Linked DNA regions of Hordeum vulgare: region 1 is linked to region 2. A link is a contact called in public Hi-C data. All regions are on one chromosome and are shown on one strand. Each heading gives the region's core, a stretch centred on a gene start, on an enhancer-like site or on the middle of the called end of the contact. The rest is flanking DNA. Distances are from core to core; before and after follow the strand shown. Region 1 holds the start of LOC123401201 (protein STRUBBELIG-RECEPTOR FAMILY 3-like). Region 2 holds the start of LOC123402750 (ubiquitin-conjugating enzyme E2 22-like).

Region 1 (4,534 bases), core at 73-2,572, 230 kb after region 2:
TAACCTCACATGTATACGCCTCGGCCAAGGCTTTGATCTCTGATGTGCCTATATTAGCACACAATCAGCAACCTACCATGGTAGGTTGAAACTCCTCCATAGTTTGCAGTATCCCAATGTAGATTGAAGCCATTTCTTTCGTATTGCTTGGGTCATATTTTATATGCAATCACATATATTCCGTAGATTTGATTATTTTCTGTCGCAATTAAGTAGGGTATTTTTGCCCACGGTGGATAGGCGAAAAATAGCTAGCGGTATTTATTTGTTCTAGCTTCAAAGGTTGTATAAGAACTTAGGTGGATTCAAATATTTAGACAATTTCCTAAGGATTTGTTATTTGCATCACATATTAATAGGATTTTTTTCTCCCGCTCGTAAAAAGAAACTTTGTTTGTAATGTTCAACTTGCAGTTGTATGAATTTTGTTGCACGCAAAATCCCGCATCATTGAAAGTGTGACATTGTAATTATGTGTTTTTAGTTTTTGGACCCCAATACTGATGGAGAATCAGAGTTTTAGGGCTCCAACGGACGTCCTTGAAGCTGTTAGATCACAGTCGAATGAATGCCAATTCCTCTGTGCAACATGGAGATTTTTCTGCCATTCCTTCCGCTACATGGCAGCTTTTGCCACCAATCATGGTAAATTTATGAAAATTGTCAAAAATGAGATCCATGAACACTAGCATCCAGGATTTAGCTTTATAGAATAATCCCGTTCAGGGTGAGCATCAGAAATCCGACCACAACGGGATTCGAACCTTAGCCGCATAACGAGCCACTACCCACCCTTGCCACTAGGCTACAACCTAGTCCTCAAATTTATGAAAATTGCCATGACAACTTCAGTTGGTATGACATGAGAAGTTTGGCGCGCTCGATGGGAAAACGCCTTCTACAAAACGTTCGGCAGATAACATTTCCCTACTTTTCTTTTTTACCTTTGCAGTAAAATAACGGAAGAACCAGATCATTTTTTTCCCTAAAGCCAACAATAATATACTGGGAATACAAATGGGTAGACAAACGGGACAATCCGCCCCACAGCTAGCACGTGCACGCAAAACATGACGATGGCATCCATCCAAGGTTCCGCCCCCGACCCAACGGATCTCCGTGTCAGCAGGGCCCCATTCCCTTTCCCCTGCTCGGCTTCGGTGGGTATCATCAGCCAGCCTCCCGTCGCGAGAATAAAAATCCCATCAACGCCCTGACCCATCAACGCCCAGGACGCAAATTCCCTCCCCTTTTCCCCCCTCAAAAATCCTCCTAAACCCTTTTCTTTCCCTCTCGTCGCCTTTCCCCATCACCCCTCACCCACTCCCCACTCGCTCCCTATCTACCTCCCTCCCTCCGCCTTTTTCACGCCCGTTGCTCCCGCACGCCACTCGTAGTCGTCCCTCCCTCACTCCGTTTCTCTCACTTCGCCGCCACTCCCAGAAGCCAGCCGGAGGAGACCTACCTCTCTCTCTCTCTCTCCTCCCCCTTACAGCTGCTAGATTCTAGAAGCCAACAAAACCAGACGGGGGCGAACCAGAAAAGCAAAACCCCAAGTCACCACTGCCAGTTCTCCCTCCCTCCCTCCCTCTCTCTCTAGATCTGCGCGAGCCTCGGTTTCCGCGATCGCTGCCCGCCGCGGTTGCTCCCGCCGCGCCGTGCTGCTCCCGCGCGCGCGCGCGTCTGCTGATGGTCCGCTAACCCGAGGCCGGAGGGAGGGATGCGGACGGGAGGCGGGTGCCTCGAGCGGGCGGGGGGTCGGCTGCTCCTCCCGCTGCTGTTGATCGCCACGACGGTGGCATTGCTGCCGCGGGCGCTCGCCCTCACCGACGCCGCCGACGGTAAGCTTCCCCCCTGGTTGCTGACTTTGCTCTGCTTGCTTGCTCTGGCTTACTAATTGGATTTCGTACCGACGCCGCCGACGGTGAGCTCCCCACTGGACCCTGGTTGCTGGCTTTGCTCTGCTCTGCTTGCTTACTCTGGCTTACTAGTAATTGGATTTCGTACCGCCGAGCCCGGTTTGAACGGGCTGTGCTGCTGTGCAGCGATTGTTCGGGAGGGGCGTACGATTTGTCGGTGGAGGGGGCGTTGATTTCCATGCGCTACCGTTGCACCAGTGGGTGGTGAGAAATGTGCTGGGTTTTGGTTCCGCTGATTATTCAGCTTGGTGCGGCAGATTGGTGAGGGGTAGGGGTGTGGGCTTGTGCCGTACTCCTGGAGGTCATGGGCCCATTCGATTTGTGTGCCTGTTCGTGGAAGCAACGATGTCGTGACATCAGACAATTCCAATGTTCTTTTCGATGTGGAGGGTGGAGGCTGAGAGCGATGTTTTTGCTACTGAAGCAATGTGGTGGCCTGTTCTGCAGACTATCATCATTGCCGATGGCAATGGGGGAGATACGTGTCTGCTTTCAGTTAGGATTTGGTTGCAGCGAAAACAAAAAATGCAGCATAATGTCATGGAAGATTGGTTAGGTTGCTTGTGGTAGGACGCAAGCTTTGATCTAACTTGCGCTTGCAGTCCCTCTGATTAATAAGGCCAACATAGGTCTCAGTCATAGAAAGCTGTCATGTAAAATGTGGCTAAATTTGGCTGTTCCTTGTGCACAAGTGGCACTGTATTTGTAAATGCAGTTGCATTTTATTCAGTATGTGGATGTATTTTTTTATGCATTACCGATGTTACGATACATCTTGTTCGTTCCTAATGGCTTATTTGCCCTTCCATTTTTTGCATGCAGTTTCTGCTATAAATGGATTGTATGTTGCACTTGGATCGCCAGCTCTTCCCGGATGGACTGCAAATGGTGGAGACCCCTGCGGTGAGAAGTGGCAGGGTGTTGATTGTATTGGCTCAAGTATAGATGCGATGTACGTCAATTATTCTTTAAATTCCTTTCCCTGGTAGAACTTTTATATTTTGGGCTTTTATCAACTCATTGTCTGTAGAAATTTTGTTGCTGCAACGATGGGAGGACAGCTTGGAAGCCTAGGAAACTTCACGGCTATAACCACAATGTAAGGGCCTTCGTCGTCAATTTTATTCCCTCACTCATGTTTGATAGTTGTATCATCTAATTATCCTGTCATACATTCCATGGGTGTTTGAGAAAAAAAAAACTATATTCCATGGGTGAATTAAGAACTTCAAGGGGTACATGTAACTATAGGCAGAAGTTACGTTGTCCTCTTATCCTGATTGAGCTTTCTGAGTATTTACTCTCCTTTGTTGTAGAAATCTTAGCAACAACAAAATCACCGGAACTATACCAGATGATCTTCCTGTTACACTGCGGAATCTGTAAGTTCTGTTCTTACATTGTGCAGCTCCTTGTTCAAAAAATAAATAAATCGTGCAGTTCCTTTTAAGTGTTTCTGATTACATACTGCGCAGTTTTCTCTCGGACAACCAACTCACTGGAAGCATCCCGATGTCGCTATCAAAACTTAACAGTTTAACAGCCATGTAATTTATCATTTTCCCTGAAAGCAAAAGAGCCACATATTACTTTCCTCTGCAAGCTGTCTCACTCAAGATCTGTCATTCCTTCTTTTCTCAGGTCACTCAATGATAACCATCTCGATGGACAACTACCAGATGCTTTTGGTTCCCTTGTTGGACTTATAAACCTGTAGGACTAGCATATTTCTCTCTTTTTTGGTACTCGCCCTTAATCTTCATCCAGCTTGCTGATTACATTTGAGCTTTCATCACAATTCACAGGGATATTTCTTCCAACAACTTCAGTGGTCCATTACCAACTTCGTTGGGAAACCTGTCATCTCTAGTTACCCTGTATGTCTAGCCTACAACTTCTTTCTTGCATTTTTCCTTTTTGGCTACTTTCTTTTAGATTTTCTAATAACATGCTATTTCACAGGCGCATGCAAGATAATCAACTATCTGGGACCCTTGATGTGTTGCAGAGTCTGCCCCTCGGTGATTTGTATATCCACATTCTCTTTGCTGATTCACTTATATTAGCACAACAAAAAATATAAAACAGAACATTGCCAATTATTTGATCAGTTAATTGTTGATTTTATAAGAATTTGATTGCTAAACAGAAACTTTCGTTTAGTCATTGTATAGATATCGAATTTGACTGCAATTTGATATAATTCTGGAGTTGCGTACAAGTATGGCACACAGTTTCTGCCTTATTTAGCATAGTCAACCTCGAATTTCCTCAGTCAAGGCTGTCCAATTCCACATCCTTAAACAATGTATATGTCAGTTACGCACTTGGCTCTGTAAGTACAATGTGTAATCAGTTACAAAAAATGTATGTAGCAACATTTTTACTGGTTAGAAGGAACAACTCACTAGATAAGTAATTTTGCATCTCTTATTTGAGCCCTTTATGTACTGTACTGCCAGTTCTGCTCTGTGCTCCAGTTGTTTATCAGGACAGTGGCATCTCAGTGTTTTGTTTATTTCCTACAAACAGTTCTACAAAACAATAACCAGCCAGTACCATCTTTCATGTGATGCATGTGCACTGCAATGCAGATGATTTTTGTGATTAATAAA
Region 2 (4,334 bases), core at 854-3,353:
GACATCTTGTTGGAGAGATTCAATCATTCATGATAGATAGGGAGTTTATTTCCATGCAAGAAAGGATAAGAAGTTTATTCCATAGAAACTTCCTTAGAAAAAATAGCGGGTAGCAAACGGATTAACCAAGTATAGTCATACTAAGGCATCGAGGTAATGGTAGCATAGATGACCTCATGCGTAGAGGATTTTCTACCTCTTGACTTTAACTTTATAATTATGGAATAAAATTATTCTCTCTCCCAATGAATATTACTACTAATCTGATATTGTAGTTGTTGATAGTCTTTTCTACTACTTACTATGTTTTTAAATATAAATCTTTTAAAAAATAATATAAATTATATACAAAGCAAAATGAGTAAATCTATATTATAGAATATATCTATATACATTTTTATATAGTTTATATTAAAATTTCTAAAAAAATTATATTTAAAAATAAAGGAAGTATAAATTTGGTTAACTTTGCACTATTTACAAAATGTATAGACCTTCTTTTCGAAAGAGGAAATATATACTACTTAGAGCATCTACAATCGGACACCTCAAACGACTTCACATATGACCGCATGCGCGTTCGGTTAATGACCGGACAAAGAAGAAGAAAAAACAGTGATCCAACTAGATCCTTCATATCATTTTTATACGTCTAGACTGTCCACAAACTCTTATATTAAAGACAAAAATAGGAAGGATATGAACGCTCGTAGACGCGCCCGAGTGTGTTCAGTGTGTCCATCACGTAGGACGCGACCCGATCCCGGATTACTTTTTATTTTTATTTTTTTATTTTTTCTTTATTTCTCTTTTTTTTGAACGAAAGGGGTTTCCCCCTGTCCCATTTTTATAAATGAAGCAACCACAGTTTTGTTACAACCCAACATCCAGACAAAAAAATCTGAAAAATACAGGAAAACAGCTAACAGTCTTAGCTAGAGCCACCATCATTTTTCTCCCGAAGAGGGGTTACAACCCAAAGGTATTTATTTGAAGACTAGGTTCCCTATCCCCTCCCCTAGAATCATCTCCAAGCAATTCGGAGCAGTTCCCCGCGTCTCCTGTCTAGTTGCCTGATGAAGTCTCGCAGCAGATCCGCCTGAGCACCGGAGAACAAAACCCGTCATTGATTGAGATGAATGTCCAGCTTTGCAAGAATGCATTTCACACTTCTCCAGATGGGGCCTTGAAAACAAAATTCATTTCTAAGCTTCCATATGCTCCACAAGGAGGCAGCAATCACCATGTTAACCACACAATTCTTCTTATGATCTTTTCACAGCACAATAATATCATCAAAACTTAAAATTTCTGTTTTTTCAAGTGTCTCCGATATGAAAACCCACAACTATCTAGCTACTATAGAATCAAAGAAGAGATGTTGTACTGTCTCCTTGCAGCTACACAAAAGGCAAGTATTATCCTCAACAGGTCTACGTTTTTTCAAATTATCTCTTGTTAGTACTTTATTATGAACACATAGCCATAAAAAGACATGATTTTTTTTGTGAACAAATAACTTTCCACATGCTATCCCCAGTGGTAGAAACCATACCCCCAAAATTCTTTATTTCTATTTCTCTTCACCAATCACGTGTAAGTGATTGAACATACAAGAAAAAATAAATAAAATTTATGACTGCATGGACGGATTAATAGGATACACGTCTGGTCAGTGAACAGACGTATCCGTGAATGTTTAAAGGGTTATTTTTTTTTTGCTAAAGTGCTCTTAGATTGTCCACGTATCATAAACGGTCCATCACCACCCGGCGATCCACGTCGAGATGCAAATCCAGAATGTGCCAACAACTCCCCACAACCGGCGCCGCTCCCATCAATTTTTTTTTTGAAAGAAGCCGCTCCCATCAATCAACCCCGTTCGTCGTCTTACCACCGTTTTCCTCCACCATCTAAATCGGTGGTCCACCGCCGATCAGCATCGGCATCTCCGTCCGCGCTGGCCGCAGCTGCCATAATTTCAAAAGGCCGCGCCTAGCTGGCGGCGCCGTGGCACGGCTCCAACGGCTATGCCGCCGACCGTTCACGGTCTCACGCTCCTCCGCGGACGCGGTGATCAGGTGGCGCCCCCCTACACTACAAGTACACCCGCTCCGTGGCCTGGTTGAAAGCCACGTCACCTCCCTCCGCCCCCAAAGTTCCACGAGCTCGCGCTCCAATCATTGCGACGCGCGCCGCTCCCCTCCCCTCCCCGCGAGCCCGGCCCAGATTGGCCGCTCCTCCTCCTCCTGCTCCTCCTCCGGTAAGCGGCGGCCCGCCGATCCCTCCCCCGATTCGTCTCCCGGTGCGGTTCGAGCCCGATCTGTTCCCCGCCGTCCCGTGGCTCTCGCGGCGCGTGCTCGTGATCCGCTGGTTTAGTTCGGTCCGCGGTAGGGTTAGCGGATGTCGCCATGTCGCGGTAGGGTTTGGGGGCTGGGCGAGTGGTGATTTTGGATTGTTTCCGCGGATTGTGCAGAAAAGGCAAGGCGGGTGGCGGGGTTTGCCCATTCTGTCAAGCGAGGTGACGGGTGGTTCGAGATTCCTAGAGGCTGGGGGGAATTGATAGGCTTAGTGGGGAGGTCTGTTTTCTGATCTTTAGATGTCCATGGAAAGAAGAACGGGGTTGACGTTTGTGGAAGCAACTTAATTCTGGGTGCAAGTAGTCTTCACCTGCACTGCAAGTATAGGGCCTTGTGTTTAGTTCAACCGAAATGCCACACAGTCAGCTGCACTGATTACCTACCAATTTTATGATTTAATCGCTTCCTACCGTGCTTGTTTCCAACAGTGCAAATATAGCCCGAACCTAACTGCTATGTTGGTTCCTATTTCCCCCATCACTTATCGTGATGACGGTGTCAGTTTGAAAAATGATCCTTTAGACCTTGTTTGGTACTAGGGTTTTTGAGGAGATTGGTGGGGATAATCCCCACACGGATTGGGTGAAACCCCAACCTTCATCCAATCCCTTCAAATCCCCATTTATCCCCAATCCACTAGGTAGGGGTAGTGTATTGGGCATTGAGAAAAATGTACTAGAATTTGGGGATTTGTGGGGAAATGTGGGGATGAAACATGTCAAATACACTAAAACCAAATGGTGTTATGGGATATGTGGGGATTTAGGGGTTTGACCGGGATAATCCCCACTACTACAACAACAACAACCAAGCCTTTCAGTCCCAAACAAGTTGGGGTAGGCTAGAGTTGAAACCCATAAGATCTCGAAGCCAAGTCATGGCTCTGGAACGTGGATAGCTAACTTCCACGCACCCCTGTCCATGGCTAAGTCTTTGTCGATATTCCAAACCTTCAGGTCTCTCTTAACGGACTCCTCCCATGTCAAGTTTGGTCTACCACGACCCCTCTTAACATTCTCAGCACGCTTTATCCGTCCGCTATGCACCGGCGCTTCCGGTGGCCTCCGTTGAATATGTCCAAACCATCTGAGACGATGCTGGACCAGCTTCTCTTCAATCGGTGCTACCCCAAGTCTCTCTCGTATATCGTCATTCCGTACCCGATCCTTCCTTGTGTGGCCACATATCCATCTCAACATGCGCATCTCTGCTACACCTAACTGTTGGATATGTCGTCTCTTGGTTGGCCAACACTCCGCGCCATACAACATCGCAGGTCGGATAGCTGTCCTATAAAACCTGCCTTTTAGCTTTTGTGGCACTCTCTTGTCACAGAGTACGCCAGAAGCTTGGCGCCACTTCATCCACCTAGCCTTGATTCCGTGGCCCACGTCTTCATCGATATCGCCATCCTTCTGCAACATGGACCCCAAATATCGAAACGTGTCTCTCTCCGGTACCACCTGCCCACCAAGGCTAACCTCTCCATCCTCGTGCCTAGTAGCACTAAAACTGCACCTCATGTATTCAGTTTTAGTTCTACTAAGCCTAAAACCTTTCGATTCTAGAGTCCGCCTCCATAACTCTAACTTTCTATTAACCCCCGTTCGGCTATCATCGACTAGCACCACATCATCCGCAAAGAGCATACACCATGGGATATCTCCTTGTATATCCCTTGTGACCTCATCCATCACCAAATCAAAAAGATAAGGGCTCAAAGCTGACCCTTGGTGTAGCCCTATTCTAATCGGAAAGTCATCGGTGTTGCCATCACTTGTTCGAACACTTGTCACAACATTATCATACATATCCTTGATGAGGGTAATGTACTTTATTGGGACTTTGTGTTTCTCCAAGGCCCACCACATGACATTCCGAGGTATCTTATCATAGGCCTTCTCCAAATCAATGAACACCATATGAAGGTCCTTCTTTTGCTCCCTGTATCTCTCCATCAGCTGTCGTACCAAG

What was found. A called contact is a pair of places that touch in the nucleus more often than the background predicts.
Region 1: a contact with region 2 is called in a Hi-C map of seedling, with 5 times the contacts expected there. The contact joins the promoter of LOC123401201 here to the promoter of LOC123402750 in region 2. A contact is called at or near these places in 4 of 6 Hi-C or Micro-C datasets (leaf and seedling) and 1 of 1 datasets of contacts at active chromatin or transcription factors (embryo).

Annotation. Positions count from the first base shown.
Region 1 is chr6H:126,889,576-126,894,109 of MorexV3_pseudomolecules_assembly, forward strand. LOC123401201 (protein STRUBBELIG-RECEPTOR FAMILY 3-like) reads left to right here and starts at 1,323. Exons shown (of 16, transcript XM_045094938.1): 1 at 1,323-1,841; 2 at 2,742-2,871; 3 at 2,950-3,018; 4 at 3,236-3,301; 5 at 3,395-3,466; 6 at 3,561-3,632; 7 at 3,725-3,796; 8 at 3,882-3,947. The coding sequence starts at 1,721.
Region 2 is chr6H:126,655,931-126,660,264 of MorexV3_pseudomolecules_assembly, forward strand. It overlaps LOC123402750 (ubiquitin-conjugating enzyme E2 22-like), which reads left to right and starts at 2,104. Exons shown (of 7, transcript XM_045096703.1): 1 at 2,104-2,263.